Linked DNA regions of Sus scrofa: region 2 is linked to region 1. Evidence: chromatin contacts called from public promoter capture Hi-C data. All regions are on one chromosome and are shown on one strand. The core of a region is the stretch at or near the end of the contact, and the rest is flanking DNA. Distances in the headings are between cores, read along the strand shown.

Region 1 (3,882 bases), core at 1,071-3,570:
GTCAGTTTGAATTGCCAGCGTCGCGCACCGATTGGGAGAACTAGAGTTTGCCCACGTCCCGCATTGGAAGGCTTGGGAGCCTGCCCCTGGCGAGATCTTAGTGGCTAAGAAACCGTACGCCACGCCCCAGTAACGGTGCCTTGATCCACTCGGCTTTCTGGTTGGCGGATCTTGGCCACGCCCCCGATCCCATTGGTCAGCCCTGGGAGGTTGGGGCAAGACCTACTCCCGCCTCAGTGAGAGAAGCAAGGCACGCCCTTCGCGCTTTTTACTGGAAGACATTCTAAAGGTTCCCGCCGGTCTCTACTCTCTATTGGCTAAAACTCTCCGCAACGCCCCTCCTCTCTACCCCGGTCCAATTGGTCGTGCCTTCTCTCAGGAGTATGTGTTTGGCTGTGGGTTCCATTTTAATCCCGCCCATCAGTTCTACTTTGGGGTTCGGCCACCCTGGGAGGAGCTTACTCTGTGACCACGCCTCGGTAGTGCTAGTCACACCCCCAAGTTTCGCCAGCTCCTCCTCCTCATTCCAGGCCTCTCGGGATCAGCTATTTCTATTGGCTAAGAGCCCCATCGGTCGATAGAAAACGGGTGGTGATTGGCAAGGGGGTGGGCTCTGCTTCCCGGCGGGGTCCTGCGGAGTTGGCGGAGGCTCCTCCGGGGACTAGGGGACCGATCTGCGTAGAAGCGGGTGGCGGGGAAGAGGGGAGGAGAACTCTGTGTGGGAAGCGGAGCCGGGGGCCTGGGACCCGTCGCGTCAGAGCCAGGTAAAGGCTCCTTCCCTCTCCCCTTTTTCTTCCCGGCCGCGGAGCTGGAGCCCTGACTGAACAAACCCGGGCAGGGGCGGGAAGGAGAGGGCGCGGATGCTGCTTTCGGCAACGCTTTAACATTGTCGCTTGGAATATCTCAGACCCCCTCCCCCCATGACCTACTCCCAGTCTCCCAGTGCAGCCCATAATACTACTCAGGACTGCATCTCCGCCTATCACCATACTGCCTAGGACTCTGCGTTGGCTCACATGCAGCCGCGCAGTCCGCACCCAGCCCCCTCCCCAAGTCCTGCACATGGGCAGCCTCGGTCCACCTTTTGGCAACCGTCGGTGGCATCACTTGCAGCCATCAGCTGCCCTCTTACTCTGTCTCCAAGCCCCGGCAGACAGCCCAGTTACAGCCCTGGACCTAGAAGGATGGGTGTTCCGCACTGCTTCCGGGGCTCTTCCCCTGCCCGAGCCCCCAGCCGGACCTGAATGGCTCCTCTTTACGCGCTCCAGTTCCCAGACATATCTGGAACCGCAAAGTTGTTAACATCCTAGCGCTGCGTGTAGCATCGCGGCCCACAATAGTCTCCTAACTTCCCCCCCAGCCCCAGGGTTATCCTCCCTTTGCCCTCTCCCCGCCTATCAAGCGCGTGCAGAAGCTCCAGTTATCCCTGGCTCCCGTGCAGTCTTAGGACCCCACCTCTCACCCCCCTCCTCTCTTCCTGCCGGCCTGAATCACCACGCCGCTTCTGCTCTCCCTTCCTCCCTCAGTGCGGCCCTTTCTTCAGGCGGGGGAAGTGGGAGACTCCCGGCGCGGAAAGGGAACCGGGCGGCCCAGGAGGGAGAGTCGCCGCTTACAGCGCGTCTTGTAGCGAGACTCCCGGCACTACACTCCGCCCTCTTCTCTCCCGCCTCCTGGGCCTGGGTCGAAGCGGAATCTCCTAGGGCACCTCCTGGTGCGAGGAGTCGGGACTGCTGCCCTCACTGGCCTTGCCCTAACCCCCAGCCTGGGATTGGGTGCGGTATCTGAGATCTCTGGGCTTGGGTGACCAATTAGGGGTGGCATTTAGAGTCACTCTTGTCCCTGACTTGGGACAGGCGGCGGCTGCCTTCCGTCCCCCCGTCCCCCACCCCCGCCTTCCCGGTTTTCCCGACTCCGACCCTCGCCTCTAACCAGTTTCCTGCTTCTGCCGACCACATTGTTTTCCTGGATGTGTCCCGTGCCGAGCAGGCTTTTTCCTGCAGATCTACCCCCCCCGCCCCCCCCTGCAACATTTTGCTGCCAAGAGAAGCTAGTAACCAAAAACAAAACAACTGAGAGGAGGGGCGGAGGGGAAGAAAAGTTGTGCCCGGGTGCCTTGTCCCTCCCCGGCTTTGATCCCCTTTGAAGTCCAGGGAGTTGTCCCAGCCCGGGTCGGGGACCGCGTCGGAGGCAGGGCCGGGAGAGTTCCCTCCGGCTGACGCTGCCCAGTTCGGGAGGCCGCCGAGGTGCCGCAGTCCCCGCCCGGAGCCCCGCGTTCCCGCCGCAGTCCCCACCCAAAGCCTGCTAAGGCGGCTGCTCCAAAGTGTTTTTTTTTTTTCAGCCTTAAAACAAAATCCGGAGGGAGCTTCCTTCCTCCCCACCTCTCTGCGCCGGGCTCTGAGGGCCCGGCAGCGTTTGGCCGAGATGAATGGGCCCAGGCCAGCCTGGAAACGGCGTCCCCTACCCCACCCCCGCAGCGATTAGGATCTGCACTGGGGCTGATCGCCCCCTCCCCTTTCCCCTGCATTTACAGGCAAGTGAACCGGAGCAAACGACTTCCGATCCAGTCTACGCTGCTGCGGCTCCCGTTTGGGATTTGATTTGCAGCATCTTCGAGTCTGTGCAACAAAAAACCGCGAAGCACGCCCAGCCCTCCCCCAGCACCCAGAGACGCACCCGCTCCCTCCCGGGGACCCAGCTGGGCGCGTCCACACCCCCGCACCCCCACACCATGTTGTGCGGAAGGACTTCCACTCCCCGCCTGTGTCGTTGATGTCAGACCCCAGGCCAACCTCCGGGCGCTGCAGTTCTCCTGGCTAATGCTGAGGCTGCGGCTTGGGCTCTAGCACAGGAACCGACCAACGCCGCGCCCGGCCCCAGCGCCCACCGACTGCATGTGCCCGCCGTAGTCGCCTGCCCAACCCGCAGCCCGCGCTCCCCGGAGCGCTGGAGACCACCGCGGGGGGCCCCTTCTGCCCGCGGGAGAAGCGATCTTGGAGGTATTGATTTCGGTGGTTGGATTTTCCCCGTGGATCTATCAATTCACAATTCGAATTTGGAAGAAAGAAGGAAAACATGACGTCTCCAGCCAAATTCAAAAAGGATAAGGAGATCATAGCGGAGTACGATACTCAGGTCAAAGGTAAGGGCTTTGAAAAATAACATAATGCATGTGCTCTGTGGACCATTGAGACCTGTATTTCCATGATTTGCAGGATGTTCATTTCTTTGGGTGGAGCAGGTAGGGGGCAGGTGACCCTAGAGGTGGTTTCTTAGGTGAGTCTGAGTCTCTGAGGGATTGTCCATAGCAGGGGCCATAGGATCTGGAAATGAATTTTTGGAGTTGGCTTTAGACTTGTCCTAGGGCTGGCCATTATTTTGGCAGTCCTTTCCTCCAGGCTAAATGGGGTGGGGGAGGGGCAGGAGGTTCTTGGAGAGAGAAAGGCGGCAATTTGCCTCTGGGTGCCTGGGTCTGGTTTCCTTGAAGGACAGCTGAAATCTGACAGGTGTTTGGGAATTTATTTCAGAGGTGGAAGAGGAGTCCAGGCAGGAAAAGGCATACCGTGGAGAAGGTGTACCATTTGGAGAGCCCTGGGGGAGGCAGGGTTTTTTGGGTTTTTTTGGTTTTTTTCCTGATGCACTAGATCAAAACATGACATTTGCTATGGCATCAGACCCAGAAAGTCTGTGGCCACCTTGGGTGGACCTTGTACCTGCCTGGTCTCTGGCTGTCTGCATTCAGTCAGAAGTCAGAGAACCGAAAGAATAAGGTCACTCACACCCCGTCTCCGCCCTCACCTAAACCTGAATGGAACTGGGATGTTGCTGGGTGGTGCTGATTCTGGAGACTGGGAAGACATAATTGTTTAACCCTTCTGTGTTGTC
Region 2 (4,086 bases), core at 537-3,036, 210 kb after region 1:
TTAAGATTAGCATCCAGGAGTTCCTCTTGTGGCTGAGTGGGTCAAGAACCCAACATAGTGTCCATGAGGATGAGGGTTCAATCTCGGGCTTCACTCGGTGGGTTAAGTGTCTAGCATTGCCACAGGTTGTGGCGTAGCTTGCAGATGTGGCTCAGATCCAGTGTTGCTGTAGCTGTGGTGTAAACTGGGAGCTTCAGCTCCCATTCTGCCCCTAACCTGGGAACTTCCATGTGCCCCAGGTGCAGCGGTACAAGAAAAAAAAAAAAGATAGCATCCAGGAGTTCCTGTCGTGGCTCAGTGGTTAACAAATCCGACTAGGAACCATGAGGCTGTAGGTTCGATCCCTGGCCTTGCTCAGTGGGTTAAGGATCTGGCATTGCCAGGAGCTGTGACGTAGGTCGCAGACACAGCTTGGATCCTGCATGGCTGTGACTGTGGTGTAGGCCAGCAGCAACAGCTCCAATTAGACCCCTAGCCTGGGAACCACCATATGCCACAGATGTGGCCCTAGAAAAGGCAAAAAGACAAAAAAAAAAAAAAAAAAAAAAAAAAAGTTAGCATCCTGACCCTTTTTAGACATCCTGCTCCAGAATGACAACTGTTGCAATGTAACCAGTGGATTTGTTGTCATCAATAGGCCACAGTGGAGAGTGGGACATTTCTATCCTAAAGACAAAAATGTGGAGATGATTTCTTTCCTCGCCTTCTTGGGGAAAACCAAACCCTTTGCAGTTTGTTTGCATCGCTTAGGAAATGTCAGTGTCTGAACAGATGGGGACGGGAGATGGCAGCATGTGCAGTTAGAATGGGGGGAGGGGTGTCACCCAGCCCCAGGAAGCCCGGGTCCTCACCTGCCCTGGCTTCTGGGCAAACCTGCCTTCCAAGCCTCTTCTCCAGCTGCCACAGAGATTCCTTCCCAAGAAGCCGTGGAACTTGGGAACCAGCTGAGTGGGGTGATACATTTTCTGGTGTTGACTGAGCTGCCTTCTGAGCCAAACAGCTTGTCTCCATAAAGGGGGATTCCAAACACTGGGTGCTCAGGCCCCCGTCCCAGCTCTGTCAGAGCCTCATTTCCATACTCTGGAGCACAGCTGGAATATATTACCTTGCACCCTGGTAGAGAACCACTGCCAAAGCATGCATCAGCAGCCCTGCTGACTCTTAAAGAAACAAGCGTGGAGGTGGGTTTCCCTCCACTCCTCCCTGCTAGGTGAACATCACTTTAAGAAATCAGTCGTTCACTCTTCTGCCTAGGTCCTCACTTTGTGTGATGTAGCTCATCGGTGGTGGCTGAGCCAGGCAGGGGCCAGGACCAGTCCTAGATCTTGCAAAGCTTTTGCATTCCAGCCTCGCCTTCACGTGGAGTGGAAAATAAAAAAAGAGATGCGAGGCTGAGGCTTTCTTGGTCCCTGCAGCGGTCTATCCCCATCAGTGAGGGTTGTCTGTAAACTGTGGCGGCAACACGGGGGAGCTGCCTGGAAGTCCTTGAACTAGGGCCAAAGTTCGGGTGGCATTTTGACCGGAAGCCCTGAAATTGGCCAAAGCCCCACGCTGTTTGGTGTTCTGGGGCACTCAGCACATGAACTGATGCCAAGCACTCTCCGATGCACTGGGAGGAGGCGCTTGGCTCTACCCCTGATGCCCCCCGAGGCTTGTGGGGCTCGGGATGCCTGACCGGTGACATCAGGCAGCCAGAGAGTTTCACTCTTGGCACTAACCCATCCTGGCCACCGAGCTTTCTCCATTGTGTCTGCTTATCCAAGAGCCAGAATGAAGTCAGCTCTCTTTAGATCTGAGAGCTGGCTCAGGCCGGCCTCTCAGCTGGGGGAGGAGGTCAAGTCAGTTGAGCGCTTAAAAGCCAATGGAGGAAAAGGTCAAGTCCCAGCCTCTCCTCCATCTGAAGAGAGGTTTTGTCTTTTCAAGCAGGAGAATGGTCCGTGGGCATGTGAATGTGCCCACTCGTCGCTGGGGAAGGAGGAGGCCGGTTCTATCCAGATGTCTCTCCACAGACAAGAGGCTAAAGGACACGTGGTGGCAAGGTGACAGGAACGGCCTCCACGTGGTCCTGCCTCCCAATCTGCCAGCCTTCTGTTCCTCATCTGTCATCCTGGGGACTGTAGGTGACCTCATGCCCATGCCATAGCCAGGGCTCCATCAGGAGACGGTAGCCCAGCTGTCCCCTCCCACAGCGGGGGGGAGCTTATTGACAGGGGTGCTTGGGGGAAGGGCAGACTTCTCTCCCACACAGATCTGGTGCAGACCTGGAGCAAAATGAGGGCTTTTTGAAAATGCCAGGTTCCACCAGATTCCATGCCCTCTGGGGGCTCTCTCGCAAAGCCCACGGACTTGTTCCTGGCTTCGTGCTTTCTCTCACTGAGTCAGAGCGCTCATGCATGGCCCAGATTTATAAACACACGGCGGCTGCCAACAGCAGCACGTTAGCCTCCTGACCCACTTCTCTCGTGCTTTCCCTCTGGTGTATGATGGGGAATGAAGGAGGGGCCAGAGAGGTGGCCACTTGGACGTCTGGCAGGAAGTCCTCACTGTGCCAAAACATTGTGCATCTGGAGCCCGGGCTGCCCAAGGCCCTCTTCTGTGCCCTAACTCCGGCTTCCTTGGAGCCACAGGCCCTGTGGAGACCTGCCTCTGCAGACCAGGCTATCCCTGTATAGACCAGGCTGGAGATGGGCCCCGAAGAGAGAGACCCGGCCTTTCCAAATAGGTTCCATTTGGAAGCTCATTCCTTTCTTATGCTGTTTGGTTCTGGAAGAGCTCTACGTACTTTGACTTTGCCTTTTGTCTTAATATAGAACCTATGAGCTTTACAGCTTGAGTACGAGTTTTTTTATTTTTTCTATTTTTTATTATTTTCTCTTTTTAGGGCTGCACCTGTGGCACATGGAGGTTCCCAGGCTCGGGGTCAAATTGGAGCTGTAGCTGCTGGCCTACACCACAGCTCACAGCAACGCCGGATCCTTAACCCGCTGAGCAAGGTCGGAGATCAAACCTGCATCCTCATGGATCCTAGTCGGGTTTGTGAACCCCTGAGCCACGACAGGAACTCCTGAGTAGTTTTTTTGTTTGTTTGTTTGTTTGTTTGTTTGTTTGTTTTGTCTTTTGTCTTTTGTTGTTGTTGTTGTTGTTGTTGTTTTTGTTGCTATTTCTTGGGCCACTCCCGCGGCATATGGAGGTTCCCAGGCTAGGGGTTGAATCGGAGCTGTAGCCACCGGCCTACGCCAGAGCCACAGCAACGCGGGATCCGAGCCGCGTCTGCAACCTACACCACAGCTCACGGCAACGCCGGATCGTTAACCCACTGAGCAAGGGCAGGGACCGAACCCGCAACCTCAGGGTTCCTAGTCAGATTCGTTAACCACTGCGCCACGACGGGAACTCCGCTGAGTAGTTTTATTAACAGTAATGGGACCCTGGAACTGACCAAAGAACTGTGTCCTTTTCCTGACCTGATATTGCTTTCTTTTGGCAGGCTTCCCAGCTCTGTGCCCAGCAGCCCGTCCAGAGTGAGCTGGTCCAAAGATGCCAACAACTGCAGTCTCGCTTATCCACCCTGAAGATTGAGAACGAAGAGGTGAGTTTCCTGCTTAGGAGACACAGAGCCACCGTCTGAGTTTCCCTGTCGAAGCTGCTGCCTGTCTGGGAGCAGGTGGAAGGAGCATGCGGAGAATGTCCGGGCTGCTGCAAACATTTCCTCGCCAAATGTAGGCTTGGATTTTCCCCTTCTGCTACATCCTGCCCTTGAACTCCAGGAAGTTGCTCTTGCATTGCCAAAGGTTGAGCTCTATTTTGAGCTTTTGCGAAATGCTTTTCCCCGCCTTTACACTTTTAATCAAAATGGCACTTGGCAGCTGTGTGAACAATATTGTGTCTCTGAAACCACCCCCTCATGCCTGGCTTTTTCCAGCATTTTCAAACAAACAGAGGCCTTTGACTTTGACACTTCAAATGTCTCCGTCCCCTTAGCAAAGGGGGAACTTTCTTCTGAGTCCAGCGTATTTGCTTTCAACAGCTCATTCACAAGGACAGTATGATTGATTATCTGTGCCTTTCTTTTGGGCTCATGTGACT

What was found. Promoter capture Hi-C pulls out the DNA fragments that hold promoters and counts their contacts.
Region 2: a promoter capture Hi-C map of skeletal muscle shows a contact between it and region 1, with 8 times the contacts expected there. The contact joins the enhancer-like site here to the promoter of FAM72A in region 1. A contact is called at or near these places in 4 of 5 promoter capture datasets (fetal liver, fetal skeletal muscle, liver and 1 more), 9 of 47 Hi-C or Micro-C datasets (brain, epiblast stem cells, fetal skeletal muscle and 3 more) and 2 of 2 datasets of contacts at active chromatin or transcription factors (alveolar macrophages and skeletal muscle).

Annotation. Positions count from the first base shown.
Region 1 is chr9:66,837,460-66,841,341 of Sscrofa11.1, forward strand. It overlaps FAM72A (protein FAM72A), which reads right to left and starts at 2,321. Exons shown (of 5, transcript XM_021063305.1): 1 at 1,614-2,321. It overlaps SRGAP2 (SLIT-ROBO Rho GTPase-activating protein 2), which reads left to right and starts at 608. Exons shown (of 23, transcript XR_002335789.1): 1 at 608-764; 2 at 2,531-3,139.
Region 2 is chr9:67,047,070-67,051,155 of Sscrofa11.1, forward strand. It overlaps SRGAP2 (SLIT-ROBO Rho GTPase-activating protein 2), which reads left to right. Exons shown (of 23, transcript XR_002335789.1): 9 at 3,488-3,589. Among named protein-coding and RNA genes, the nearest start is that of IKBKE, 74 kb to the right of the region's middle. Within about 2 kb of position 1,787, at least 43 of the 83 cell types and tissues checked have an H3K27ac peak or open chromatin away from gene starts, as enhancers often do. A contact at or near this core is called in brain, fetal skeletal muscle, liver and 1 more, where this site is marked.